Regions from separate parts of the Mus musculus genome. Here regions 2, 3, 4 and 5 are each linked to region 1. The links are chromatin contacts, called in public HiChIP or PLAC-seq maps. All regions are on one chromosome and are shown on one strand. Each heading gives the region's core, a stretch centred on a gene start, on an enhancer-like site or on the middle of the called end of the contact. The rest is flanking DNA. Distances are from core to core; before and after follow the strand shown.

The links. HiChIP or PLAC-seq counts read pairs in DNA pulled down with a chosen protein or histone mark.
Region 2: a contact with region 1 is called in an H3K4me3 HiChIP or PLAC-seq map of bone marrow-derived macrophages, with 2.4 times the contacts expected there. The contact joins the enhancer-like site here to the promoter of Tpra1 in region 1. A contact is called at or near these places in 4 of 39 promoter capture datasets (the C10 cell line, liver, neutrophils and 1 more), 1 of 484 Hi-C or Micro-C datasets (bone marrow-derived macrophages), 11 of 115 datasets of contacts at active chromatin or transcription factors (the 230-238 cell line, bone marrow-derived dendritic cells, bone marrow-derived macrophages and 8 more) and 2 of 9 other capture datasets (adipose tissue and macrophages).
Region 3: a contact with region 1 is called in an H3K4me3 HiChIP or PLAC-seq map of bone marrow-derived macrophages, with 3 times the contacts expected there. The contact joins the enhancer-like site here to the promoter of Tpra1 in region 1. A contact is called at or near these places in 13 of 39 promoter capture datasets (the 3T3-L1 cell line, the C10 cell line, the HPC-7 cell line and 7 more), 1 of 484 Hi-C or Micro-C datasets (bone marrow-derived macrophages), 17 of 115 datasets of contacts at active chromatin or transcription factors (the 230-238 cell line, T-cell acute lymphoblastic leukemia, acute myeloid leukemia and 13 more) and 5 of 9 other capture datasets (adipose tissue, embryonic stem cells, liver and 2 more).
Region 4: a contact with region 1 is called in an HNF4G HiChIP or PLAC-seq map of pancreatic cancer cells. The contact joins the enhancer-like site here to the promoter of Tpra1 in region 1. A contact is called at or near these places in 5 of 39 promoter capture datasets (the 3T3-L1 cell line, cranial neural crest, hippocampal neurons and 1 more), 1 of 484 Hi-C or Micro-C datasets (bone marrow-derived macrophages), 6 of 115 datasets of contacts at active chromatin or transcription factors (the 230-238 cell line, bone marrow-derived macrophages, forebrain and 2 more) and 4 of 9 other capture datasets (adipose tissue, liver, macrophages and 1 more).
Region 5: an H3K27ac HiChIP or PLAC-seq map of bone marrow-derived dendritic cells shows a contact between it and region 1, with 5 times the contacts expected there. The contact joins the enhancer-like site here to the promoter of Tpra1 in region 1. A contact is called at or near these places in 15 of 39 promoter capture datasets (the 3T3-L1 cell line, 3T3-L1-derived adipocytes, the C10 cell line and 9 more), 5 of 484 Hi-C or Micro-C datasets (the G1E-ER4 cell line, cardiomyocytes, cerebellum and 1 more), 17 of 115 datasets of contacts at active chromatin or transcription factors (the NIH/3T3 cell line, the SCID.adh cell line, T-cell acute lymphoblastic leukemia and 8 more) and 1 of 9 other capture datasets (adipose tissue).

Annotation. Positions count from the first base shown.
Region 1 is chr6:88,898,991-88,904,484 of GRCm38.p6, reverse strand. Tpra1 (transmembrane protein, adipocyte asscociated 1) reads right to left here and starts at 2,234. Exons shown (of 12, transcript NM_011906.2): 1 at 1,955-2,234.
Region 2 is chr6:89,419,857-89,425,423 of GRCm38.p6, reverse strand. The region is part of intron 5 of Chchd6 (coiled-coil-helix-coiled-coil-helix domain containing 6); the gene reads left to right. Among named protein-coding and RNA genes, the nearest start is that of Gm52910, 11 kb to the right of the region's middle. Within about 2 kb of position 2,588, at least 134 of the 459 cell types and tissues checked have an H3K27ac peak or open chromatin away from gene starts, as enhancers often do. A contact at or near this core is called in the 230-238 cell line, adipose tissue, bone marrow-derived dendritic cells and 4 more, where this site is marked.
Region 3 is chr6:89,550,126-89,555,613 of GRCm38.p6, reverse strand. The region is part of intron 4 of Chchd6 (coiled-coil-helix-coiled-coil-helix domain containing 6); the gene reads left to right. Among named protein-coding and RNA genes, the nearest start is that of Chchd6, 43 kb to the left of the region's middle. Within about 2 kb of position 2,118, at least 38 of the 459 cell types and tissues checked have an H3K27ac peak or open chromatin away from gene starts, as enhancers often do. A contact at or near this core is called in bone marrow-derived macrophages, forebrain and pro-B cells, where this site is marked.
Region 4 is chr6:89,459,762-89,464,878 of GRCm38.p6, reverse strand. All of the region lies in intron 5 of Chchd6 (coiled-coil-helix-coiled-coil-helix domain containing 6), which reads left to right. It overlaps Gm46966 (a long non-coding RNA gene), which reads right to left. Exons shown (of 4, transcript XR_003956465.1): 4 at 1-4,228. Among named protein-coding and RNA genes, the nearest start is that of Gm46966, 9.1 kb to the right of the region's middle. Within about 2 kb of position 2,263, at least 27 of the 459 cell types and tissues checked have an H3K27ac peak or open chromatin away from gene starts, as enhancers often do. A contact at or near this core is called in adipose tissue, bone marrow-derived macrophages, macrophages and 1 more, where this site is marked.
Region 5 is chr6:88,105,734-88,110,850 of GRCm38.p6, reverse strand. No RefSeq gene overlaps it. Among named protein-coding and RNA genes, the nearest start is that of Mir6376, 4.0 kb to the right of the region's middle. Within about 2 kb of position 2,615, at least 27 of the 459 cell types and tissues checked have an H3K27ac peak or open chromatin away from gene starts, as enhancers often do. A contact at or near this core is called in the G1E-ER4 cell line, the HPC-7 cell line and bone marrow-derived dendritic cells, where this site is marked.

The DNA.
Region 1 (5,494 bases), core at 985-3,484:
GGTTGAAGGAATGAACACAGGGTGAGGTGTGAGCTGCCACCTGTGACACTTCCCTGTAGGATTGGGAACCCATCCCTAGGAGTCACAATGTTCACAGATGTGGCGACCCATAGTTCAGCTGTCCCCTCCAGAGCCCAACATCATAGCCACTTCTACACCTAGCAATAGCTCAAGGTACTCCTTTCTACCTGAGCAAGTGGACAAACTCCCAACCTGAAATACCCCTACTCCAGCAGTACTGGGGCTGGGAGGAGGTCAAGTTCACTGCACTGCCATGACTGTGCTACTGAAATAACTGAAGTAATGGTAACAAACACATTAGACACTCTTCCAGTGCACAGCCTCCATGCCCTGTGCTTCCTTCCTAGGTACACTGGACAAGCACCATCAGGACCCCAATCAAAGGAGGAGCAGGCATGGCCCAGGGGATCCACAGACCCCACCCTCTATCCTAGGGCCCAGGGCTTCTCCCCCAGATCTTCTGGCCTTGGGCACATGCAATGATAGAGAAGTGAAAGGAGCTGGCCCACCAGGGAAAAGAGGAAGGAGAGGGGGCAGACTGGGACAAAGAAGAGCTATGACATCTTGAAGGAGCAACAGAGCATCATGGAGGAGCCCAGGCCTCTGGAGACCGGGGGAACTGAGGTAAGGTTTCTTCCACCCGTGAACCTGAAAGGGCAGCTCTGACCTCAGCGCATTCTCCAGAGGCCAGGCTCCTGCCCACGACTCAAGCCTCGCCTTCCTCCTACCCTCTGTGGCTAGCTTGTTGGGCCTAGGTGGGACCTGTTCGGACACCCCAGACACCTCCCCAAGGGCCTTCTCTCCCTGCCCTGGGAGAGGTTGAGAGAGCTTGTCTTTCCCATCTGTGCAATGGGATTGCCCAAACCTTCTGAGTTCTTTTATGGGATTCCTACCCAGTAGAAGGTAGCAGTGCAAGCAGCCCCCCAAAGTTCTCTCCCTTCCCTCCTAGGCTGCTAAGCCTCTAAATCTAGCTGCAGAGCAGCATAGGAAATCCCCAGAGGATAGAGGCTAAGTTCCATGCCTCTCTGAATCTGTCAGCCTCAGTGATAGAGGAGAGATTGTGTCCTAAGAGGCCACTGTGGACAACAGGAAGAAGGGATGGTCCAGGTGACCTGCCCTCTGCCTCCTGACAATCCTTCTTGCCCTTCTTTAGCCACCAACTTATATCTCCCCTACCTCAGGGGCCTTTGTGTTTGCTTACCCGCAGCTTGATCCCATCATTTGACTCATTACCTCCCCCTCTAAGTGGACTTTATCTAGCCCACCTGGCTGTTGTTCTTTCAATGATTGTTTTTAAAGATAGGGTCTCATTGGGCCCAGGCTAGCCTCCAACTCTGCAAAAAGCCAAGGCAGGTCTTGAACTTCTGATTTCCCCCCTGCCTCCACCTCCCGATTCCTCCACCACCACCCAGTTCTTTGGTGTGCTGTTTATAGAACTGGGACTCCATCGGCAGCAGGTGTATTTACATGCTTGTGTGTCTTGTCTGTCCTAGGTCTTGTGACCCAACCCTCTAGAACAGGTAAGATCTCAAAAAAATGCTATGACGCGCACACATTTCCAGCACAATGCAACCAGGCTGGACAAGGATTGGGGGTGTCTGGACCCCAGACCCCACCACCCCCTCCTCGCTACGGAGCTAAGTGGAGTTGCCCTTCCTTCCGCAAGGCCAGGAAGGCAGAGGCAGAGCATGGGCTGGTCTTTCCGGCTGCCGCTGAGCTCTGGCTGCACCCGGAGCGGCGGGTGTCCAGCTCCATCCAGGATCCGGTCCTGACCGCTAGGGTCCCCAGAAACTTCTCAAAGGTTGTCTTGCGGCTGTACCCCAAGTGGCACGGGGACAGAAGGAGACGGTAGGCCCGAACCCGAAGAAGGAGCAGGGGCAGGGCCTCCTCGCTAGCTTGGCGGAGCAGGAGATGAGGACTCGGCCGCGCTTACCTGAGAGCAGGGCTGCGCAGGCCGCGGGACTCCGACCCCTGCGAGGTAGCGAGAACCGGGGAGCGTCGCGCAAGAACCGCAGCTGAGATGCTACGTGGATCGGTCAGAGGTGGCCGGACGCCGCCAGCGCGCAGGACTCACGGGACCCGCGGACTTCCCCGGTCCTCCCCTGGCAGCGGCGACTCTCAGGCGCCTTGGCTAGTGTTTTTCGTCTAAGCAAAACTGTGAAAACAGTCACAACCCCTGTTTGTGGCACTCATCCCCGCCCCCTCGGCCTCCAGCAGCCTATCGTAACGGGATTCCACCCACAGGAGTGGAACAGACCAATAAAATTCCTCAGATGGGCGAGGCGGCCCGCGGAGCTCTTAAAGGGACTGCAGTCGAAGCAAAGCAAAGTGTGGGTGACGGAAACTTCAAAGGGGAGAATTTTTTTTCTGCACAGCTTACCCCTAAAGCGTTTCGGGAAGCGTACTGAGCACGCTGTGCCTTTGCCCCGCATCTTTCTGCGGACAGCTCCAGTCCTCCGACCGGGTCGCCCTATGTCTTTGAGGATGGCGCCTAAGGGACCGGCGCCCCATAAATACTGACCTCTGGTCACCTGGACTAGGAAGGAGGGAAGGAAGGGCATCCCTTCCTCGGACGCCCTGTGCTTGCCCACTTCAAAGGGATCTGGCGTTTACAGGGCTCCAGTCCTGGTCTCAGTCACCCTGAAGGCTGGGTGCTATTAGTGGCGTTTTGCAGAAGAAACCTGAAGGGGTTAAGGGAATAAGTCCAAAGCCATCCAGCTAGGAAGTGGCCAGACCAGATCTCTTGCTTAAGCAGGTGCCTTCCAGAGGGACAGTCTTTCCTGTCTGTCGCCTTCCCTCCCTGTGGGACACCCCCAGGGCAACTTGGAGGCCTCATCTCAGGTCATCTGCTTACCTGTGCACCTTTGGCCGGCCACAGGATCTGCCCTATAGGCCATGTATTTTCAAACTTGTGGCTGCCCTTGGGCTTCTCTGCATGCAACCTCGGGCCTGTCTTCTCACATTCTCTCTTCACAGAGAGCTTCCTGGGCTCTCCCTCAAGAGTAGGTATTGACTTGCCTACCCCTTCCTCAGGCATTGGGGGGGGGGGCAGTGTGTCTCAGCAACACCTTAGAGGTGCCTCAGTGCTGGTTAAAGATGTAGGCACCTGTTTATTATAGGATCCCAGGACTGCCCCGTCCTGGTCACACAGGGGCTGGAATGACTCTGGGCCTCTTTGTGATTGGTCCGAGACTTAGCATCCCTGAGACTTCCAGGTTAGTCCCATTTGTCCATTTTGGTCTTAGTCACAGAAGCTGGCTGTGCCTGCCTGCGCCTACAAGGTCTGTAACAGCCACCCTGAAAACCATCAAGAGCTCCCAACTTCCTGCCAAGAGAATACAGTGCCCTGTTTAGGAATAATAGCAAAATACATGTCCTAGGCCCTCCTTGACCTCCAGGTGTCAAAAAGGCCACAGGAATTGAACTCAGGGCTTCTAACCATGCTCATAACCACTAAGCCTTTTCTCCAGCACCTGTCCCCAAACCCCACTGTCAATCACAAGGGCCTAGGGACTAAGCAAACGGGGTGTGGTGGGATGATATGTTTGTAATCCCAGTGCTCTTGAGGCTGAGACAGAAATATTGTCTCACACACCTTTAATCCCAGCACTTGGGAGGCAGAGGCAGGCGAATTTCTGAGTTCGAGGCCAGCCTGGTCTACAGAGTGAGTTCCAGGACAGCCAGGGCTACACAGAGAAACCCTGTCTCTGAAATAAATAAATAAATAAATAAATAAATAAAAATAAAAATAAAGAACTATCGTCTCAAGTTTGAGGCTAGCCAGGGCTATGTCTCAGAAGAACAGTAACAGTATGTCACTCTGCACTTGACCCTCTGGAATTCGGGGCTCCATGTGTGATGTCTGGGAGATTTTTACGGCATTTGCTGAGTGATGGAGGTCATCGAATGCCTCTTTCCCTCTGGCAGCAGAGGCAGTTGCTCCTCCATCACTGTGGCCTCTGCATACAGGACAGTGTGGCATCCAGGAAGTCACATGAATGGGGATCGGTCAGGTAGTGTTCCTGGCTTGCACCAGTGCAGGGTATGGACAGCTGTGCCCATCTTGGGAACCTAAAGCATGTTTGGGACACTGGGACCCTCCCTATGTCAATCTCACTCGCTGTTCTGATCTTTCAAAATTACAAACCACACCTCTTTCTATCCCATTACAGTAAAGGGATTACCCACCTGCAGGGTCCTTCCAGGCCTGTGGTGACTCTACCCCTCTCCGTTGTCACCAGGTCTAGCAAGGCCCAGGCTACTTGGACTCTTCACAGAATGTGGCTCTGGTTTATCTTGTCCATGACACCCTGCTAGTAAGGATGGGTAAGCATGGAATGGCAGACCAGTAATGAGAGATTCTATAAAGGAGGAAGATAAGTTGTTTTTTGTTTTTTTTTTTTTTAAGAATTGGGTGCTTGTCATATCATTGGAACTTGTAGGGGCCTAGGGGCTTATGGTGGACACAGTCAGCTTTTCAAAGAACATATCCTATTATGGTGGCATAATATGCTTTCTATTTTTTATTTATTTATTTTTGAGTCTCTGGCATATAGATGCAGTACCTTCCTGCATCGATAGCAGCTCTGGGTACCACAGTGGCATCCAGCAGACAAGAGGGTGTGGATTCCTGTCTCAGAGGTCATACTAGCCCATCTCCCTAAGATACCCTTTAGCACCTTGGGGTATCTCTTGTACTATAAAGCCTGCAGATCCCCCTTTCTGAGCGTCCTTCCTGATTTCCTCTCTGCCCTACACTAGGTTCTGTGTGGGATTATTGATGCTGTGCATACAGCAGAAGTCACATCCTGCCCAGTAGCTGAGAACCAGATGCCTAAGACTGTAGGAACAGTAGCAGGCCTCTCACTGGAAGCACTCAGCCTGTCTCTGCCCACCTCGTCAGGTGGTAGCTACTGATTCATCCTACACCTCGATTTAACAGATCCCTCAGGTGACCTCATGTCAGGACAGAGCTCCAACTCCTAGACAGACTGCTAATCTGCAGTCTGAACTCTCCCACCTTTCCTGGGCATTACAAGCTTTGAACCAAGGGAGTGGTAATCCCTATATACTCCCAGCCTTCGCTGTACTGCATCACGCACCAGGCCCTTTTCACCTGGAACATCCTCCCCATACCTTTGCCAACTGCAGCCAAGTACAATTGATTCCCACTTTGATAAAAGCCCACAGCAGCCTGGGTGCTTGAAGGATTGAACCTCAGTGCTTTGGGAGAGGTTGATGCCAAATCAGGAAGAAATCAGAAAACAAGCTGGGCAGTGGTGGCCCACGCCCTTAATCCCAGCACTTGGGAGGCTGAGGCAGGCAGATTTCTGAGTTCGAGGCCAGCCTGGTCTACAGAGTGAGTTCCAGGACAGCTAGGGCTACACAGAGAAACCCCAGCCTCGAAAAACCAAAAAAAAAAAAAAAAAAGAAATCAGGAAACAGTCTCAGTTGCAACAAGTGGCCATACCGA
Region 2 (5,567 bases), core at 1,339-3,838, 520 kb before region 1:
TGGCCTGTCCCACCCTGCTCTTTGACCTCCTGTCCTTTCACCTTGGTTGTCCCTTTGCCTCTCTGGGCCTCCTCAGTTTCTTCATCTGCTAAGTTCTTACCTCAGAATAACTCTTCTGAGCTTTCTGGGAATCAAATTGGCCTGCTGGGCAATCCCTACAATAGTGCCTGGCCAAGGAAGACCAGTGAACCTTCTGAGGAGACATATTTCTCACCCCCATTGGATATTGATTCTGTGTATATTGCTGCTAAGGCCAGCACACATGTGACTGTTGCCTCTTGCATCCTCCCACAGCTTGTGTTAAAATACTCCCACCACTTGGGCAGGAATCCAAGTCCCTGAGCTTCAATCTGCCTGCCCTCCCCAAGCCATGCCTTAGTCTTCTGTGCCCTGGTCATACCATGTGCTACCCCAAGTTGGTCTGCAGTAGCCTGCTAAATCTATGAGTACAGACCCAGTGCAGAGCTGGAGCTTAGGAACTGTCTTCCTCCTAACTAGCCTGTGCATCACTCTTATGGTTCTGGCCTTGGTTTTAATTTATTCAGCAATTCTTGTATCAGGCCCTCTCACAGGCTCTGGGGATAGACCATGAGCAAATGAGACTAAAAGCCCTATGATGAGCCTTCTTTCACTCCTCAGCTCTCAGAATTCTTCCACACTCTGCTGGCCTTGTTGGTTCATATGCATAAAGTGAGCGTTGTTTGTTAAGTTCTTAAAACATTTATTGAGTGTCCAGTGTGTGCCAGGCATTGTGTAATTCTATAATGCATTGCCCTGCCCCCACTCCCATCCAGCCTGTGCTGACTACTCCATCATCTTACTGTACAGAGGAGAGGACATGGCAATGCAAGTCTTGCCCAGGACACACACTAGGAGGAGAGGTCCTGACCTGAACACCAGAAGCCCACTCTGTTCCTACATGGCCCTGCATGGTTTCTCCATAGTGATATCAGCTGAGTTCTCTCTAATGCTATGACCCTTCTCAAGCTGGGTCTCCATGACACCCAGCCCTGTTTTCTTTTTCCTTAGTAGATCATTCCTGAATGCTTTTGGCCTAGGTATCTGTATTGAGGGCTCTGGCCCAGGAGCAGCTCTTTTCCAGGCATATAGGGTAAGCTCTTGTTTCCATATCCATTGTCATATACATGGACACATGGGCCTCACCCTGACCTGCACTTGGGAGACTTGCTGCCAACCTCTGTGCCCCTACATCTTTCCATTCTGCTGCTTCTCCTAGCTCTGCCTGGGGATAGCAGGTCGATCTCTCCTGCCCACGACATGTTTTGATGCTATCCTCCCCTTCCCGCCTTCCCACCTTGCTTCTCTCACCCTCACACTCTCTTTTGATCTTGCAAATCCAGGCCCTTGGAGAAATCAGACAGTATGAAATATGAAAACTGCTTGGGAAGTAATTGAAGAAACACTGCGACTTTTGAAACCCACAGAGATAATGCTCACACCTTCTTACTCACATTATTTAATTTTTAATGGCAAATTTAATTAATGGAGATCAGGTCTTCTGCCTTCAGATGTGCTCAAGAAGCAGCTGCAGGCAGCGGAGGAGGGGCAGCTGTCTAGAGCAGAGGAAAAGGCATTCCAGAAGTGGGAACCTGAGGACTCTATGGGAAGAAAAGTCTCCAAAACTATCAGTTCATGATGGTGGGCACAGATGACGTGCGGACAGTGCAGGCCCATCAGAGAGCTGTCAGAAAGCCTGTGAGCTTCTGTGGTAACTGTAGCTCCCAGGTCCTGGGCAGTCCAGGACCCTCCAGTGCTGATGACCCCTCCAGAAAGATGGGACTCCATTGTCCACAGCTGCCACAGTCTTTTAAAAACAGTACTGCTTTGCTATTCCCTCACTTAAACAGACAGGCATAGTAGCTGAGGACTGTAATTTCAGCACTCAGGAGGCTGAGATAGGAAGAGCACTGTGACTCTTAGTCCAGTATTATCTACATAATGAGTTCCAGTTTAGCCTGGGCTATAAAACAAACCCTTGTTTCAAAAAACACAAAACAAACAAAGCCAGGGTTTTATTCACCCCTCATTGGAACTCAGGCTCTGAGCCTGAAGTTGAGTCAGCTGCACCCACTGAGTATCTTAGCCCTCCCTGCCCTTGATCCCACTGTTTGACAGTCTCTGCTCCCCTCATGTACCTGCACTGCCCTTTGGACACCCATGTTCTCTCTCTTCATGGGTCCTCCTCCTTGTTTGGCTCATATCTTCTTATCCTTTACAGTTCATTAGAAATAAATGCAGTCTTTGTCTCAAGACCCTGACTTCTAGAGTATTCTCTGTAGATAGGCTCATTCACACACAGAGCTGCAGGTAGGCACTTGTTCTCCTCAGCACTGTTTACAACGGTAGGAGAATTTGTTGGCCTAGAGGACATGGTAGGAGCTGTTTGACTTGAGGTGCAGAGGGCTTACTCACAGAGCCCTCCCCCCACTGTGCTCCCTCACAAGGTGCTCCTTCACAGGGTGTGCTTTCAGTGTGGTCCTTCAGAGTGCCCACTCACAGCGTGCCTCACAGAATGCTCTCTAATTAAAGTACTTGCCCACAAGGTGCTCACAAGTGTACCATGACCTCACCCAGAAGTAGGAAGGAGATGGGTGGGGCCAGGATACAAGCCCCAGCATGCTTGCCACTCACTATAACCCCTGGCCTGCTTTCACTTTTGAAAATATTGATGTGACAAAAATTGTGCTGTAAAGTTGAGTGCTAGTCTGCCATGAACTAGACCGTGGACTCCATTGTTGGAACCACCAGAGGCAGAGAGGGGGAGCGAGAGAAATACTTTGGTTGGGTTCAGTTCAGGTATCAGTTCCCAAGAAGACTGTCTGATCAAGTTTACAGGCTGCTCTGGTAGGTATTCTGACAGCTCAAAATACTGGCCTCATGCCCATTTGTAATTGTGACATTGTGGTGTCTGAGCATCCATATGGCCAGAGCACAGGCTCCAGTTGACTTGGATCCCACCCCCATTCCTAGTGTTCTCAGGATGAACAAATTGACCAGTCCTTAAGAAGCCCACAATTATGACAAGTTGTAGTCTACAGGATCCTTGTCCTTAATGAGGAAGGCTGGAGAACCAGGGGCTCATGGACAAATGAACCTCTGTTGTGGCTTGGAGACCTTTCCTGTGCTTCTGGGCCAGTGGTTGTTACACAGCCCACTGCCATGGGTCTGCACGGCAGTCAGGATGGGACCAATGGGGGATTTTCACTGAGTCATCATGAGGAAAATAGAGGAAGCTACGGGGGGGGGGGGTGGCAGTAACCACTTCTTGGCCTGTGGACACTTCCTATGACAAATCCTACTGACCACATGATTGGCTCTATGTCCCCTGGGACAGATGCATGCTGCCTACCATACAGAGCAATGGCTCTAGGCCTCTTCTGCTTGCCCACAGTACATGGGCCCCATCTCAGCCTTTGAGTCCTCTCTTTGAGAGGGACTCAGCAAGTGACTGGGCCTGGAAGCCTGTGATCTGACCCGTGAACACATATAGAAGAAAAGAAACTCAAAAGAGTTGGGTGGGTTTTTTATGAGGAAGAAAGACCCACGTCTGTGGAAAGAACACGAGGTTCTTTGTGGCTTCAGAAGCTCTACGGTGTATGTGGGTTGGGGAGATCTGGGTGCTTTTCTCTCACTCTGCAGTTAAGAAATCAAAGCTTAGAGGAAGTAAGTGGTTTACCACAGACTGCGGCCAGTACACACCAAAGTGCTGTCATACTGTGAGCCCATGAGCCAGGCCACATCCTCAGGAGGCTCCACCAGAAGCCCAGTGGTCACAAAGGAACATGTGCTAGAGGAATTGGGAGAGACTGATCAGGTTGCCTCTGCCTTTATCCTCAGCCACGACAGCCATATCAGGGAATGTCACACCATTTGAAGCAGGGATGTGAGCGCAAGGACTCAGAGGAGAAGCAGAAAGCTTCCCGAGTGTGCCATTAATATAGATCTTCTACTGCCAGGCTGTGAGGAAGACTTGTGTTTATTTCATGCCTGTTGTGTACTGAAGTTGTTGGCATGCCTTAGAGAAGGCTCCCTGGTGTGGAGAGAGGAAACTAGAAGGGATAAGCTAGATGACCTGCTCCACCTTCTAGTTCCTGGGCCTCCCCGCCAGGGACTCTGTGTTCCTAAGCTCTCCTGCAAGAGTCTCCTTTTCATGATGACCTCCCACCAATCCTGCCTGAGACTGTAGACAGTGGAAATCTCAGAGAGCGGATAAAGGTGGAGCCTGATTCCAGCCCAGACCTGTGTTCACCTAGTCTCCTAGAGGAAGTTCTCTGCCTTAGTTCCCTTCCCTATAGACCTAATCGGGTTCCACACCACATAATGTGCTCTCCTGGCAACCTGTATTCAGACTTCTCTTTTCCTGTCCATCCAGGGACTGGCTTGTTGCTTTTCTTCAGCAGGTAGGTAGAGCCAGGTGGAGCCTGACAAATGTGCAAGGAGGTCCAGCCCTAAGAGTCCAGAGTCCTTTCACTGTCATGTCAGTTTATTGCAAGGACTGATGAGCCTGAAGCTGTTTGCTCATCTCAAACGCCAAGAGTCCCTTATCAGGAGTGAATACATTGCTGTGCAAAGGACCTGACCTTGGCATCCACAAAGGGCCACACAAAGGCATCTGTTACTGGCTTCATACCCCACTCAAGACATCTGACCACTTACCCTACACCTCTGTACAGGGCCCACTTAACCCACCCTGTCTCAGCCTCCAGATGTGGCCTTCCCCTGCAGTCTATTTGTCTGACCAACTGCATGGATCTGAATACTCCCACCTGGAGTGCAAAGGCCTGAGGCTGAAAGGATGTCAGTATCAGTCTTCTCTGGGAGCAAACGAAGATGTCAGAGCTTTAGAGAAAAAGGAAAGTGTTAGGCTAGGCCTGTGTGACCAGAAGTGACTAACAAGTTAAGCAACTTACTGAAAATCACATTGTAACACCAGGATCAAACACAGCTGGCATGTTCTTGCTCCTAGGTTTGTCCTGCCATCCTGAGTCTGTAGGTATATGTGTAATGGATAACTTCAGAGAAGATAGGTCCATGCCTTAAGACCCTCCCACAGTGCATCATGGGAAGCAACAGAGCATGCCTCAGTCTAGGAGTCAAGACACTGGATAGCCCTGACACTGCTGCTCACTGTATGACTTTGGCTTGTCACTTGACCTCTTTAGGCAGCATGGCCCATTTGTCCAGTAGGGATGGGAATAAATCAATGTCAGCACATTCTTCTTTACAAGTAATAGATGTTTCAGGCTTTGCAGACCATGCAGGCTCCACCACAGCCATTCCACTGATCCTGCAGCATACAAGCTGGGTGTGTGTAGCCAGGAAACTTTATTTATAAGCAAGGTAGCCAGCAGATTTGGCCTGTGACCTGCAGCTTGCCACTCCCTGAACTAAAAGTTATCATGGTTTGCAGTCACTTTTCTGGGATTCCATCAAGTGATCAGCATGCCATGGGAGCTAGGACCTAGGCTAAGCTGACACCAATTAAGATATTAGCATCTGTCCAGTTCTATTGTGATTGTGTCCCACAAGCTTCTAGAAGAAGATGG
Region 3 (5,488 bases), core at 869-3,368, 650 kb before region 1:
CTCTGCCACACCAGCCACACACACCTTTCCCTAGCCCCTTCCTAGCTTCTAAGTCTTTGCTTCTGAGGTACCTTGCCTTCAAGTGACCTGGGTTGGATCCTGGACCTAGTCGCTTCCTCCTCCCCAGAGCCCCATTCTTTATACTTAGTACCCTTTCTGAAGACGATAGCCTTTCCTAAGCAGCCCTTCTAGGTTCCTCCCTCCTCTTCCTGTCCCTTTATCACGGAGGGTGGTGGAGGTGCGGTGGTAAAGCTGTGATCTCACTTCTCAGACAGTTTGGCTTCTACTTCCATGAATGCCTCCTCAGATGTCTCTATGATCTTTCCAACAAATCTGTCCATTGAGTTTCACTGTCCTCACATGGATTTCTGTTATTTCCTCTGCTGCAGCTGTCTATCTGGGCTTTGTTGTCTTAGTGTGTTGGACATGCATTATTGACATAGAACCTGCTCTGCTGTGGCCTAGACTCCCCTTGGAAAAGCAGACATCAAACAAGCAAACACTCTTGAGCTACAAACTGAGCTAAGAGAGATGCTAGTGAGGTGGACAATGCTTAGTGAGAGTAGCAATAAGGACCTAATGTAGGTTGAGGTGTGCAAGAGGCTTCTCTGAGAAACTGACACTTGGACCAAGCCTGAGGGTCAGTAGGACTTAGACTGAGGGAGGAGGGGGAGAGGTCTGAGGATGAGGAGCGGCAGCACTGCAGTCAAGGTCAGAGGAGGAGAACTCGTTGACAAGCCTGGGGTCATAAGCTGAGAAAGCTGTGACTTAAAAGGGGCAAGCAAGGGAGTCCTCAAGTCACAAGATTTCTCAAGCAGAGGGGACAGTCAGGGTTGGAGATAGGAGGGAGCTTATGGTAGGTCTTTATCAAGGTGGAGGAGGGCTCAGAGTGGAGGAGGCAAGATCAGTGGGAGGCTCACCACCATCCCAGGGAAAGTTGTGATGATCAGACAGGACACTGATTGTCTTGGAGGACTGAGTAGATAGGCAGGATATTGACTGGGAGCCCAGCAGCACAGTGAGTGACACAAGTAGAAAGACCCAGCACCCTTTTCCATAGCTCGGTGGTCTGGGCTCGTAGGGTTTCCAGCCTCAGCATGTGTGGCTTCCAGGTGGTTGCTCCAGCTCTCCCTGATGGGGAGGGGGGCCTGGTGAGATCACGGCCAGTTTAAAAGCAAGAACAGAACTGAGCACACCATTTCTAGACATGTCCTGTTGGCTGGACGGTCCTGTGGCCTCTCTCAGCTATAAGCTGTTTAGGAATTGTGTCTAACTGTCGTCAAGCTGAAGCTCTGTCACAGTGGAGGAGGGAGGCATGGCTGTTGGGGACAGATGGAAATTCTCACTCTCTGCTGTTGCCTCCTCACTGCCCCACCCTCAGTGACTCCCACATTCATCTTGTTCTGAACTCTGTGTGGCTTCTGTTCTCTAGGAGCCATTAGGAACTGTGCTGGCCACGGTGACGAATACTTGAGAGATACAGTTGAAAGGGAGGTACCGCTTGCTTGGGCTCATGGTTTCAGAACTCTCTGCTCATAGCTGGCTATATTTCTGGCAGTGAGGAGGCAGGTGGAAGGACATGGCAAAGCTAAGTTGCTCATCTCATCCTGGCTAGGAAGCAAAGGGAGGCAGAGGGGCCCCGGACATTGACGTATACTAGGTCTGTGCAACCCTTTACCAGACATACTCGATCTGGGTTCCTATCTTCCTCTCGGGAGCACCTCTTGTGTCCACAGTGAGCCACTTCCTATGGCCATGGAAAGTATTTTCTAAGAAGTTCATGTCCTGAAATCTCTGGAAGGAGCAGCATAGAAGGGCATTTGGAATTGGTGTGCCTACTCCATGAATTTCCTTTCCTGTACTGCCATAGGGCAGGTGTGAGCAGGGAAGCTGCTGTCTGCTCTTGGGAAAAGTTGGGAAGGAGGACAGACTCATAAACTGACTTCTTTCTGCTTTTCACTCTGACTCCTGGGTAACTGTTTTCTCAAAAGTTTGGCTTATTGCACAGCTTGGGAGAATCCCACTGAATCTTGGGAATGAGGTCACACTGCTGTACATCCACCCCCAACCTCTCTCGGGTCTGGCCCCTCTCTGTCGTGCTTATTGAGCAGAGTCCACTAGGTGGCAGTCCTGGGCCACTTGTTGGTGGGGACGATTGAAATGCTGCAAAAGACCCAGTGGGATGGAGAGCAAGGGTCCTCTTGCCCAAATGCCTTTTAGTGGGTCTGTAACTGCTGATTCTAGAGACACTGAACCTGGTTAGGAAGCCAGAGATGCCTTTTCTTCTGGCAGACTCTCCACCTCTCTCCTAGCCTTTGATTTTGCTAACTCTACTCTCCTGTTGTGGCTGCCCTAGGCTTGCTGCAGTTCAAGAGACCAAGTGGTGCCCCTGAGAATCAGAGAAGGAGATCTTCCAGCCCCTGTAATGCACTGGCTGGAGGATGGGCTCCCTCTTCTTGCTGTGGTTTGCTTCTTTCCGAGGATGTTGCTGGTGGCAGCTTGGCTTGAGTCCAGAGCAATAGAGGCACAGTTGGGCTTAGATGGGGGGGCAGGGTGAGAAATGCTGAGGTTTGAGGAGGGATGGTCTGGGTCATTCCCTTATCAACCATAGGTTACTGTTTTCTCAGGCTGTGTAGTCCAGGCTGCTCATAGCCTAATGCCTCAAATTAGGGTGGGATTAAGGGTGGCTCTGTGGACTTTGTCCTCAGACAGATGGTTAGGAGACAGAGGGTTCCTTGCACCATCTTCTCTAAGAGCTGGTGACATCCTTCAAGCGCCTTTTCTTGGCGTCTTTGCACAAAACAAGCAGATTCTGACTTTCTTGTAGGCGGATGGACTGCCAGTTTTGGCAGCAAGGGAGATTTTTTTTTCAAGGCCCGGAGAAGACATGGAGGGAACTCAGCTAACCTAGCGGTGACTTGAACTGTGGTGAATAGCCATTAGGTTAAAGGATCCTAATGCTGGCTCCCAGTACAGCCACTGCTGCTCATTTCTCTGAAGAAGCCAGGGTCTAGTGGCAAGAGTCCTATTCTTCTGTGTCCTTCTGGAGAGTCTCCAGGAGGATGACATGGCAAGATCATCTGTGACATTCCTATGAGCATGCTGTAGCTGGCCTGCATGCCTACCATAGCTCTGGCTTGCCCTGAATTGGTTGCTGCCAACTCCACAGCAGGGTGGGGTCTCATGTAAATATGGAAGGTCTCTGTAGGGATGTCTTTCTCAGAGAGCTGGTCCTAGCCATATTCTTCTCGGTTTCTTGGCAGCCACTCCAAGACACTGATCAGCTGCCCCCACCTGTTTTGGCCTTAATGCCTTTGTTGCTTCCTAGTAGTTGCTCAGAGCCTTCATGACTGTCCTTTAGGTAGTAGTGGGTGAAAAGAGAGCTCTGGGTTTTGTCCTCCTGTCTTGCAAGCTCTTGTACTACAGTGGTCTCAAGGGCACAGCATACATACATTCCCAGCTCACTGAAAGTTGGTGTTACTCACAAGGTGCTTGCCATAGTGACTGTCATTCCTCAGGGTTAGGGAGGAAGGACTCTGCTGCTTAGCCTTTATGGGGGAGAATACCGCCTTGAAAGTGGTGTGGCTATGTAAGTTCCAGGTGGAAGAGAAGCACATTCCTTTGTCCACAGCAGTGCTGATACCCCCAACGTTCTGTGTACAGTTTCTAGAATACAGGTAGAAAAAGGAAGGGACTTAATATGCATATCAGTCCATAAATCATCCTAGCAATTAGAGTTCTGGTTCGTTGTGTTACAGAGTCGCCAAAGAAGAAGTAGAACTCCCTCTCTAGGGGAAGATGCCTAAAGCTAGCCATGGTTCAGCTCTCAGGACTGTATACTTCTGTGCTTGCCTGGACACTCCCTCATGGCAAAGCTGTTGCTAAGGTGCTGAGACTTAGCAAACTGGGGAGAGAGGAGGTAAAGTTATCCAGGAACATTCTTCCTGATGTTTCCTTCCAAAGCAGACTGTTTAACTGCTCCACTGCAAAGTGAAAAGCATGTGTGCTACCTCTAATTGGTTTACAAAGAGATTGATTTCTGCCTGTGTGATGCTGCCAGGAGCCCCAGGGTCTTTCCTTAGGGATAATGTACCTCCAAATACATTCCATTTGTAGCCACTTTAGATATGGAACGAACCCCAGAGATGAAATGTTAGACACCTTCACCTGAGCCTCAGAGTAGTGCCCGTATTAAGAAGCTGGCCAGCAATAGAGGAGATGGCTACCATGAGAAAGCAAGGCCCCTGCCAGTCTACTTGGGTTTGGTGTTTTGCTCAGAAGAGGTTGCTAGCTATCATACTCAGAAATCCTGGAGAAGAAAGATTGTAAAGAGAATCTGAGAGACTTTCCTAATTATGTGCAGAAAATGTCCTAAAGAAAGGCCAGCTTTCCTGGCTCTGCCAAGCACTGTGAGAGGTATCAGCATAGGTAGTTCTGACCAGGAATGGGGAAGAGAGCAGCTTCCGGGGATGGAGGGTAGGGTTCTCCACAGCAGCTTCCCTGGCTGCAGGCAGCAGATCTGTGTCTCCAAGGGAAGGAGGTGACAGCCATAGAGCATCAGAGTGGTATTCATCTTGCCAGTCTCAAGAGGGAGGTGAAGATAACCTGTGTCTGCAGGCTCCTGAGTCCTGACTTGGTACCCTATCTGGAGGGTCAGTAACTTCTGACACTGCAGTGCACAACTGGTATCTGGAAGTATCTTTCCCTTGCTCCTGAAACCCTGTGGGTGTGCACTCCCCAGGGATTCTGCAGGGTGTCTGCATTTGAGTCATTGTAGCTCCGTTTTTGGCAGCTTGATTATTTAGGCTTGACAGGTAGGCACAACTGTCTCATTAGATGCAGATATATTCGTGTGGTTTGAAAAAAATGGAACATTCCATTAATCTATATAAAAAAAAAACACCAGTAGCCCCCTTTGTTTTTAAACTCAGTATATCAAAATCTGTTGTCATTATATTTAGGAAATGGGAATGAAGTCATCACTGGTGACTTCTTTTCATCAACACCTAGGTGTTTGTGGTTGTGTTATACATCTGTGGGTGTGTACCCCCAGGCCTAGGTCCTGGGCTTTGTATATGTTTCTTATTTGATCCTTAGAGTTTCTGTCAGGTAGGGACAGTGTCACTCCCATTTTGAGGTTGACACTGAGGCTGCCCTGACCTCTGTAGTAGATGCATGTAGAACTGTACAGTGAAGTTCTGCTGTAGCTAATGCCTATCTATAGATGTTGACATTGGAGAGCCAAGTGGATGTGGCAGCTACAAAGCAGGACAGAGCTTCTGGTTTGGGGCACCACCTCACCTGATCCCTCCCTAGCTCATACATTAGAATTTGGGTAAAAGAGTAGGAGGGGAAGTAGAGATTTCAGAGGCCAGGGTAGTTCTGTTAAACATGCCCACTACTGAGAATCCAGTTCCTATAAAAGGAGAGCTGAGAGCACTGTTAAAGCACTCTGCCTTAGTGTCTAGCAGAGCGACAGAGAGCCATG
Region 4 (5,117 bases), core at 1,014-3,513, 560 kb before region 1:
TCCTCATCTTTAAGATAGACTCATCTGTGCCATCTGTGAAGAAAGAATGAAGGCTAATGTAGGCAGTACCTATGGAAATGTTGCTCTAGACAAGATTCTGGTTTTGCGCTGTAGCCACCTGGGATCCTGTATGGTGTCATAGTGAGTTCTTTAGTTTGGGATTGGTGCATGCGCATGGGTATGTACATGTATGCTGTGAGTTTGAACCTAGGTATGCAGAGGTGAGTTTTAGTCTGAAGATGGTCTGCCCTCATCTCCTGCTCTCTGAGATGGAGAAACCTCTTCTCTGGGCTTTATAAGGCTTTTTATGAATGCCTACCAGGAGTCCCACAAGCAAGGCATTGTGCAGAGGGCTGGGGCTAGTTTGAACTGGCATTTCTCACACACCAAGAGAATGTTTATTGAGTGTTAGATACATGCACCAGGTAGGTGAAACCCTCACTGTCCTCGGAGTTGTGCTCAGAGGATCTCTTACCATCGTGCTTGCACTCGAGCTGAACATGCACTTAGCTGTCATGTTTGTTCTAGGAGATGAACAAACTGGGGTAGGATCCCCACAGTGTGCCCAGAATCAGCTGGGGTGACTTGTATCTCTTAAACCAGTGCATTTGCTTCTCACAGTGACTCCTGTGAAATGCCTGAAAAGCCCACAGAGCTGACTGCTTTTGCTGGTAAAAGCTCATTTGACTGTGACTAACCATGGCCACCCATTGAACTGAGTAAGAGAGGGGACAAGTATGCTTTAAGGTCCTGTAGACATCTTCTAGTTCAGCCTTGGTAATGGAAAAACAAGTGTGCTGAGTATGGTGTTTATCTGCCCATTATTTTATCATGAGTCATTATTTGTGTAAAGCAAACATTAGGATGCACACTGACATAAGTAATAAGTTCTCTTTAATGTTATTTTCACCCTTTCCTCTTTTTTAATTTTAAGTACATAACCACTCCACATCGATTCAAGTTTGTTGCTTCATGGAAGCCTCAGGTGTGGAGGGGAGGTGGTGAGGCTTGGGGCAGGCCATGGATCCTCTGGTGTGGAGGGGAGGTGGTGAGGCATAAGCAATGTGTGGCTCCACCTTGTAGAGTCTTCTGGAATAGAGAGAACTGATTGATACCCTTGCTCTAGTTTATGGGCCACAAAGAACCCCCTCCCCACTTCTGTAAGACCTCATCTCACTTTCCCAAACTTGCCAGCTGCACAGAGGAGAAAGCTTGTAAACTAGCTTCCAAGACTGAATTTGGAGAAAGCACAAAACTCAGAAATGTTTGTATTCTTCTTAGACTTTGGCTCTTTCCTAGCACAGACGTCTGTACACATCTGCTTGCCTATTCCTGAGTGGTCAACCCTTTTTCCTCCTTTTTCTCTGATAAAGAAGGCCTGTAAGCAGATCCAGACAGTCCTGATCAGCCATCTTACTAACACACTCACAAAGCCTGCCTGACTAGGCACAGGTATCCTTGTCTCTTGGGGTGTCAATCAGTGTATCCACAATGTTTTCACTTGCTAGTGAGCATGTACACACCAGGGAGGCATGGCCTTCACTCACAGGGTGACACTATCCTACACTCAGCAGAAAGGCCACCATGAGAGAGGTGAGAGCAGGTGAGAGTTTCAGACGATGCTATGGGAGTACATTGACAAAGCCGCGTCAGGAAACTGAGGTCTAGGTCTGTTATGACCAGGTATGGATGTACCTAGTGACGCAAAAGATTCTCCAGAAGAAGCCATGGGGCAGTGCTCAGGAAAGCCTAAGACCAGAATCAAGGAATTCATTCATCTATCCAGTGAAGAGCAAGAATGAGCAGCATGTTGCTGCAGACAGCAATGATGAAGATTGCAAACCCTGTGAAGGAACTAAAAGAGGCCAGGTATGGAAGAGATATGTGTGATCTATCTGCATTAAAAACAGCAAAGCAGATCTGAGGGTTACAAGGTTGAACAGTGGAGACAGCCTGACTGAAAGATATGTAGCTTGGGGGTGGGACACTGGTCACTTCAGGTGCATGGGTTGGCCAAGATCCACTCTCTGACCTACGAAAGATTCACCTGTCAGTATGTTAGACTTTGAGGAAAAAAAGGGACAGCCATTGAGGAGGAAAGGCCACCAGGGAGTGCCTGATATCTTCTGCTGCTTTCTCCCTTCTCCTGGGGCCTGGGGCCCTCCCACAGATCATAGCACACACAGCACATACCATGTTGACTAGTCCATGCTAGTGTCTATGGCTTTTTCTCTCCTTCCTTTAAAAGCTGTTGAGCACAGTCCTGATCAGTGTCATTAAGAAAGGGTGATTCATCGGTGGGGGCCAGGAATGCAGTGTTAGGCATATAATAGGGGCTTAGTAAATATTTTCCAGAGTAAAGAGAGGAAAGTATGTGCACATAAACAGGAAACAAATGCATTTGGGTTATTGGAGGGGAAGAAGGGAGCTTTGCCAAGAAGGCTGCTTAGTGGAAGCAGTGTTTGGAGAATGACCAAGATGCCATGGCAGCCTAAAAGGTGGAGGCCCAGCCTCAGCAGAGGTGCCTCACACATAGGCCATCGGAGGTGGGGATGAATAGAAATTGGCATGTGATTTTGAGGGACCTCACTGAAATGTGTGGCCTTAGATAGTTTTAAAGTCTGTAAGGCCTGAAAGCTGGAGAGAGATTTGAGCTTGAAAGCCCATGAGAATAATGGTACCATTGAAGGAAAGAAAGTCATGTGAGCTACTGCTTTTGGGGCCAGTGATGAGCTTAATTTTAGACATGTGCTTATGAGGCAGAATGTCCAGCACATGGTTAAGAAGTGTTAAGCAAGAGGAGTGGATCCTACAAGACAATAGTCACTCTGATTTTGTGAGCCTGTACCATGTGCCAGGCCCCTTTCATAAGTTATCGCTGATCCTGGCTTCAGCCCTGCAAGCTAGATTATATTACATGTGTTCTACAAATGAAAGAACTCGGAAACAGGCTGAGCAAGCTGCCAGAAGCCGTGCAGCTGATAGATGGAGTCTGCTCCTTTCACCACACCATGCTGCCTCTCTACATCATCTTGGAAGAGAATGTGGGAAGCAGGCCGGATTCTGTGGGGGCAGAGAGCGTAGACCCAAGAAAGCCTGTGTAGCAGGACTTGTGAGCCACACCCAGGGAGCCTTGTCAGTCCTCCTCTCTGGAGAAGCTAACACTGGGCTTTGTAGGGGCGAGGTAGGCATGTGAGGAGGAAAGGGCTGGCCGTGTTTTCAAGAAGTTTCATCAAGAGTATATTTGTAGTTGAGAAAGGAGTGGAAAACCTGTATATCCGAAAGGAACACTCCTAACACCTTTTGGAAAGGGTCCAGCAGAAGCTAATCCAGAGTCAGAAGTGGGCATGCCAACAAATGGCCACAGGTTCTTTAGGAGTGAAGAGATCAAGCCACACAGTGAGTAAGCGTGTTATTGCTGCAAGAACAGCTGCACAGGCATGTCCATTAGACACCTCTGTTGAGTACAGGAGGCCTACCCAGAGGTGCCACTGAGATGCAGAGCAGGGCACTTTTGTAGAGATGAAACAAGTGACAAGGACTCCCAGAGAAAAATCTTGAGAGAGATGCAGCCAGAGTGGGGATACAGAGGTCAGCATAGTGTGAGTGGTTCATTCTCATTCTTTTTGTCCCATCCTCAAACAAGTCCAGGAAGTGGGGACTCTCACCAGCCTACTGGGCAGTGAACTGGCATGGCCATCCACAGCAGTGGTACCACAAGTTGGGTGGAGTTACAGATAGCAGTTAGAGTTTGCTGCCCTGAGGTTCTGGCCACCTGAATTCAGGGAATCAATATTTAGCGTCTGCCAGGCTCAAGTCAACACTGTTGCTGGGGAAGGTTCCTGAGTGGAGCACACAGGAGCACTGCAAGCACCCCTCCCCGTGGCATGGTTGCTTCTGCCTTGTTCTTTGCTTAAGCACCTTAAAAGCCAATTTGCAGCAGCCATGGCCTTTCTCCCCAGGTACTTCACATAAGTCTCAAAAGTGTAATTCTTATGCAACTACAATGTCCTCATCTTACCTCAGGGGATAAACATTAATTCCTTCGATTTTTCTTTTCCAAAAATACCTTCTTCCAGGATATTTGGATTTCTATTTGTTTGGGGTATAAGTCTTTATCCAACAGTCATATTACAGTTGATTCTTAGTTCTGAAGCCCATGGTCATACAAGTTAGGCTTTTTCATGACAATGGCTTGTTCCCTTTTTCCTCCTTCAGTGCATGGAACCTGAGCCAGAGAAGTCAAATTAAATGCTGGGAGACCCTGTTAGGAAAGGGAGTTGCCACCCAGGTCAAAGGCTAGCCCTGTGGTTAAACTGCTGCTTACTGCTACTGATTTGTGTTGTTTGCTCTTTAGTGTTGCTAGGGTCCTTTTCAGCCCAGACTCAATCAGTATCTTGGAGTAGTTTCTGTGCATTCCTACAGTAGCCACAATATGCAGTGCTTCCTGCTCACATGTATTTTATGTTGGTCCCCGCAGCACATTAAGTCTCCTAACTGGACACTTATAGGTTGGAGAGCCAGGAGTGGCTTTTCATCACATGTGCAAGTTGTCACCTGTTCCAGTTGGAGAGGATTTTGTTAAATAGTTTTCAATAAATAGTTGCTCCAGGACCATTCCCATGTTTTCCTTTTTAGTGCTCCCCTCACAGGCCAAGATCAGCTGGATTTGACCATGTGAATCCCTTAGTATTTCCTGCTGGTATGGTAGTGGGAGGCCAAAAAGGGACCCCTGACATTGGGATTCAGTATCCTGTGACCTAGTGCTGGGGACTGTGTCCTCCGCATATCACTGAGCTAGTGCTTCCTGGCCCACCTTGATGCTCCCTCCATCATGGCAGCCTGGTAGTCTCTTATATGAACTGAAGCCATGTCTTTCCTTCCCACTATTGTACTTTTTTTTCCTGGACTCCACCCATGATCCGGCATCCAGTTGTACAGCAAGATTTTCATTGTCTTTCCACTGCAAATCAGGACAAGGCCAAGATTCCTCAGCCTAGGCTGCAAGACTCTGGTTTGGGTTGGGCTTGTGTCTCGGGGCCCTTCCTAGCCTGACAAGTATTGCCTGTTTTGGAAGCCCCTTCCTACCGTTCCCTGTGCTGCCTACATGTGCCTGC
Region 5 (5,117 bases), core at 1,366-3,865, 790 kb after region 1:
GCACAGGAACAGGGAAAACAAAGGACCCGGCCAAGGCTCCACTCACTTACACCCCAGGTCTTCCATGCAGGACCCAGCTGAGCCATTGGGGCGGAGGTCCTCATGTCGCCTCACAAGCTCACAGTGTGGCTTCAGCTCAATATTGAGGTGATGGAACCTTTGAGGCAGAGTGGGGTAGGAAACGAGTGTTATATGGAGACTCGGTTCCAGGTTCTTATGAAGAGAGACCACCACTACCCCTGCATGTCCTGTGTTATTTTTATTACCATTACATTTGTTGTTTATAGGCCATGGTCCACACAAAGCGATCAGCTTGGGGGAATCCATTCTTTGCTTCCATGTGTGAGCCCCAGGGATCCAACTCGGGTTTGGCAACGGATGCCTTTACCAAAGAGCCACCTCAGTGACCCTGCACTTCCCTTACCTGTTTCTCTGCCACACTATGTCTTTGCCGGGGCCACCAACCAGAAAGATGGTTACATACTGCTTTTGATGGGTTATCCAGACACCAGAGTTGGGAGCCAAGTAAACCTCTTTGCTCTAGAAAGCTGCCTCCCTTGGGGAAATTGTTAGAAGACAAGGGACTGAGGCCAGGTCCCTGTGGATTGTGACCTCTATGTGCACAAGTGGACAGTGTCCTCTGAGTCACAGGTGGCCACACTGGAGCAGGCATCTGCCATTCCCAAACCCTTAGCAATTCTAAAATCCCACCATGAATACACACAAATCCTCACCACTGTGTCTAAGTGCAATGTCTACTTCGATGATGTCACATGCCTGTCACCCTCACAATACCAGTATTGGTTGGACTTCTGTCTGATGGGGAAATGAGGGAAGAAACTACTTGCTTCACAGTCACCCTCTTCTTACTGCCCCAGGCTGCCTTCCTCCCCCTAGTCCATCCACAAGGAAAAAGGAACACAGGCACATGGGCGCCTACTCACATATGCTTGCCCGGACACATAGATCACAGACCACTTCTCTGGAGCCAGCCCTTCCCCTCTCCTCGGCCAGGCTCTACTGCATCCTGCCCCTCTATAGTGTTCTCCGCCGGCCTCTCTAGACAAATATTGGAGCCCACAGAGCCCTCCTGAACTGCCCCCTCTGCTTCTGGATCAACTGCAAGTGAAAAGTCTGGACTCCTGGGAAGGCTGTGGGAGCTTATGCAGGAACACTGTGCCTTTCCTAGCTGCAGTTCCTCATTTGTATGCACCTACCCTGACCCGCCTTCTCCATCCAGGCCTAAGTGCTGGTGCAAGGTCCTACCCAGCAAGCCCCCCTGCTTGCCATGTAGGGAGTTATAGCTTCAACCTGACAAAAAATGTGCTCACACCTAGCCCTTGTGTGCTCCATGTGTGTTCTGACTTGGTTCAGGAGTTTCTATAGCAATCAAAGGCTCTGAGGACGGGGATGCCGGCCCTCTGTACTCACTTCCCAGGGCCAAGAACAACATCCAGAGCTAAACAAGTGCCCAACAAAGGCCCATCTATCGGTGGACGTGCATGTTTACCTATGTATATATACGCTGCACATGACAATGTGCCTTGGTGAAGGTAGTGTCTTGTGTACATCCAAACTTTGGAATGGCTGTGAGCCTGCCATTGGCTATATGCCTCACATACCCACAGAAGACAAAGAGGTACCTAGGCGCCTGTGTCAAAAGCTCTTACACGTCTGTCTGAACATTGTGAGATGTTCCAGGTAGAGCCCAAAGCACAGAACTGCACCCCACCATTCCTGACAAGGCAGCAAGGAAACCCACCGTACCCCTCAGTCTCACCTGCCTCACCAACCCTGGGAAGACACAGGCCCTGGGACAGAGAACAAGCCGCTGCAGCTATCCTCCGCTCAGGCTGCCCCAGACTCTCTGTCACCACCCATTGTAACCAACGCTCTTGGGCATCGGTGCTCCAAAGCCCTCAGATATCCGTCACAGTACAGTAAGGCTTGAATCACTGCAAGTGGACATAGATACTGTGAAAGACGTGACCGGGTATATTGTGAATGGGTCTGGTCTGAAGATGGGCAACCATCCTTGGCAGAGGAAAGGAGGCAGGTAGGCAGAGAGGGTGAAAGAGAGAGAGAGAGGTCTGCTCCAGGCTGTGCACGTGCTGGCTACAGAGTTTGTGGGCCAGGTCTGGGGGACTGGCATCTTGGCTGATACCTCCACTTGCTGTCAGAACCAGATGCATGCAAACTGATAAAGCACTTAATGGTGTCACTCAGTAGAGTTTCCGGGCTGCTGCCCCTGCTGATTTGGAGGACAGACCCCCTGCGCTTCAGGGGTCTGTGCTGGGGCTCACCAACCCTTTCAGGCCTTCTGTCATTCAATCCCTGTCCCCTGATGAAAATGCAAGACTGAAAGGACAGCAAACACAATTCTCCGATGGGCAGATGGCCCCAAGGGGCTGTCAGGTAGAGTCGGAACCTTTAGCAGAGGCTAGAAGAGCTGGTTGCAGGAGTTGGGCTCTGAAGAGGAAGCTGGGAACTAAGAGGAAGAGGACATGCTGGGTCAGTCAATTGCAAGGCAGGAGGTTCTGCAGTCACCAGAGGCTGGGATGGATGTGTGGGAGAGGGGGCAGGAAGAAGGACAGTAGGCGGTAGGGACAAACTCTGCTCATCACACCACCCTGTCATTTCCGACATAGTAGTCTCTGTCACAACCTGAAATGATTCACCCTGTAGTATCTGGTTCCTCTCCAAGTCACGGGAGGCTGTGTCCTACTTGGTGCCTGAGACAGTGCCTGATACAAAACAAAGATTTTTTTTTTTTTGGAGTAAAACTAACATTCTGCCTCTGTTTCAACTACTAAAGAGTGGAGAGCAGGAGAATGCAGCCACAGTCCACTTCAGAGACTAATGCCAAAGCTGTAGTGGGGGTGGGGGTGGGATGCTGGGTTAGCCTAGGATGCTGGTTGGCAGTGTCCTTTCAAAATCCCACCCACCCTGCTCTTTTGACTCTTCTCATTGGCTCCTTCTCTCCTGGCTCTAACACCTCTCCCTCCCTATCACTCCCTCCCCCCACCTCCCATCAGCATTTCAACAGACTCCAGTTCTTGCCATAGTCATGTGTGTACGCTCCCAAATTCATGTTAGCCTAATCCCTAATGGAGTGAGTGAGTGTGTGTGCGTGCGTGCGTGCATGCGTGTGATGATGATAATGATTAGCTCATGGAAGAACAACCTTCATCAATGAGATGAGTGACCTGATAAGGTCTCTGAGGTTCCTCTTTCCTTCTCCAGCATGAGGGACTTGGTGAAAAGCCCACCCAATAACCAAGAGGAGTCTCACCGCACCCAAATGCCCACACCTCCCTTCAGGATTCTCTAGACGTAGGATGGTAAAGCCCTGTTGATAAGCCACCCAGGCAGCTTTTCATGATAGTGGCTAAAGCCAACTAAGACACTGATTTTTAAGGGAATCCTGGATTCTTCATTAAGAGTGGAAGCCAAAAGAAGGGGAACCTTGCCTTCTCCCTGGCTTCATCACCACATGAAAATGGAACCTCAGAATTCTCTCCAAGTTGTGCACTGTCTTTTCCCATTTGAGTACTAACCTTTTAAGGCTCCCTAGTTTAGGTCTAGACCAGCCATAGGTCACGTGTAAACTGAGGCAAGAGGCTAGGAGGACACAGTCAAGGGCATGGATGGGGGTGGGGTTGTAGGGGAAGGGGTGTGTGTTGTGGGGAGGCAGGGACCAGGTGGGGCCAGAGGCTGTCTTGATGCTCTCACCTCCCCAGCCTGGTGATAGGTAGGTGAACTGTACAGCCTCTGCCCAGCCTCAGGAGTCCATCTTCAACATGGCGGCAGCTTGGTCTCAGTGCAGGTCTGCAGAAGGCTCTGGTGCACTGGGCGCTTCCTGTCCCAGCCTGCGGCCCCCAACCGCTGGCAGCGCGGTTTCCGGCAGGGCTGCGGCCGGGGCCTGCACTATCAGCTCGGCACCAGACACCCGGTCAGGATACTTGTGGTGAAACTGTGAGGGCTACTGGGCCTTTGGGGTTTTCTCCATGTCAGCCTCCAAGACAAATGGAGGCAGCTCAGAACCCGCAGACCTTCCCTGGCCTGTACTGTGCTCTGAGCCAAGACAGGGCTGACCAGGGATGGGCCCACCTGCCATGTGGCCTTGGGACACATGGGCTAAGGCAGTGGGCTGGTTTTAGAGCCATCTGCCATGTCTGGATCCAAAGTGAGGCTGTGCATCACTCAAGGGTTCAAAACCTGGTGAGATGTGAGACCAGGTCTCCTCCGCTCCTCAGGGACTTCCAAGAGAGGCATCAAGGCTTTTCTTGCTACTGGAGGAACTAAAGTGCAGGCTAGCACGGGGCTGTAATGGCCTGAGGTTCTGGGTACCAGAGCAGCAAGAATGGAGACAAGGAGACAGTAGAAAACATGATGCACTGTTCCAGCCCAGGGATGCCAGAGCGCCACCGCTAGGCCACCAGCAAAACCATGTCCTTTGCCTTCGACTTCCTGAAGCAGGACTTCGTGAATCTCAGGCGCGGTAATACTGGAACCGGGACATATAGTGGATCCACCTTCTTTAGGGAAGGCAGGGAAAGAACCAGGCCTTTAAACCAGGAGGGGCGCACGCATGCGCGGCGGCGTCCGAAGCCAGCCACCAACTGCGCTTGCGCATCTCATTATTGGTGCCTGCCTCTCCTTGGCTTTTGAGGTGGCGCCAGTGTGCTACCACGGCCCGTTCCCTCTTTAGGCCACCAGGGGACGACTGGAGCACGCGCAAAAAGAGATTTGGCGTGGATGTTTCTTTCTGAATACTCCAGCAAACAGAAAAAAAGAGGCCTGGGCTTCTATGGGGCCGGGCGCTGAGCTGGGCACCCGCACCACAGGCAGTTCACGAAGCGAGCATCACCTTGTGAACATTAGCTGGAGCCTCAGCCCTTCGTAAGACCCACTCTAGAGCACGTAGCTGTTTGGGCAGTCCCTTAACCCACTGTCAACCAAGCTCCATCTTAAAGAAAGTCTTATGTAAGGCCAGGGAGGCAAGACTTGATTTCACTACCCATAGGTCTCCTGATCTTACCACACACACACCCTCCCCACCCCCTTTTTGTTGTCCCTGAGACTGGATCTCATTAAGTAGCTAAGACTTACCTTGA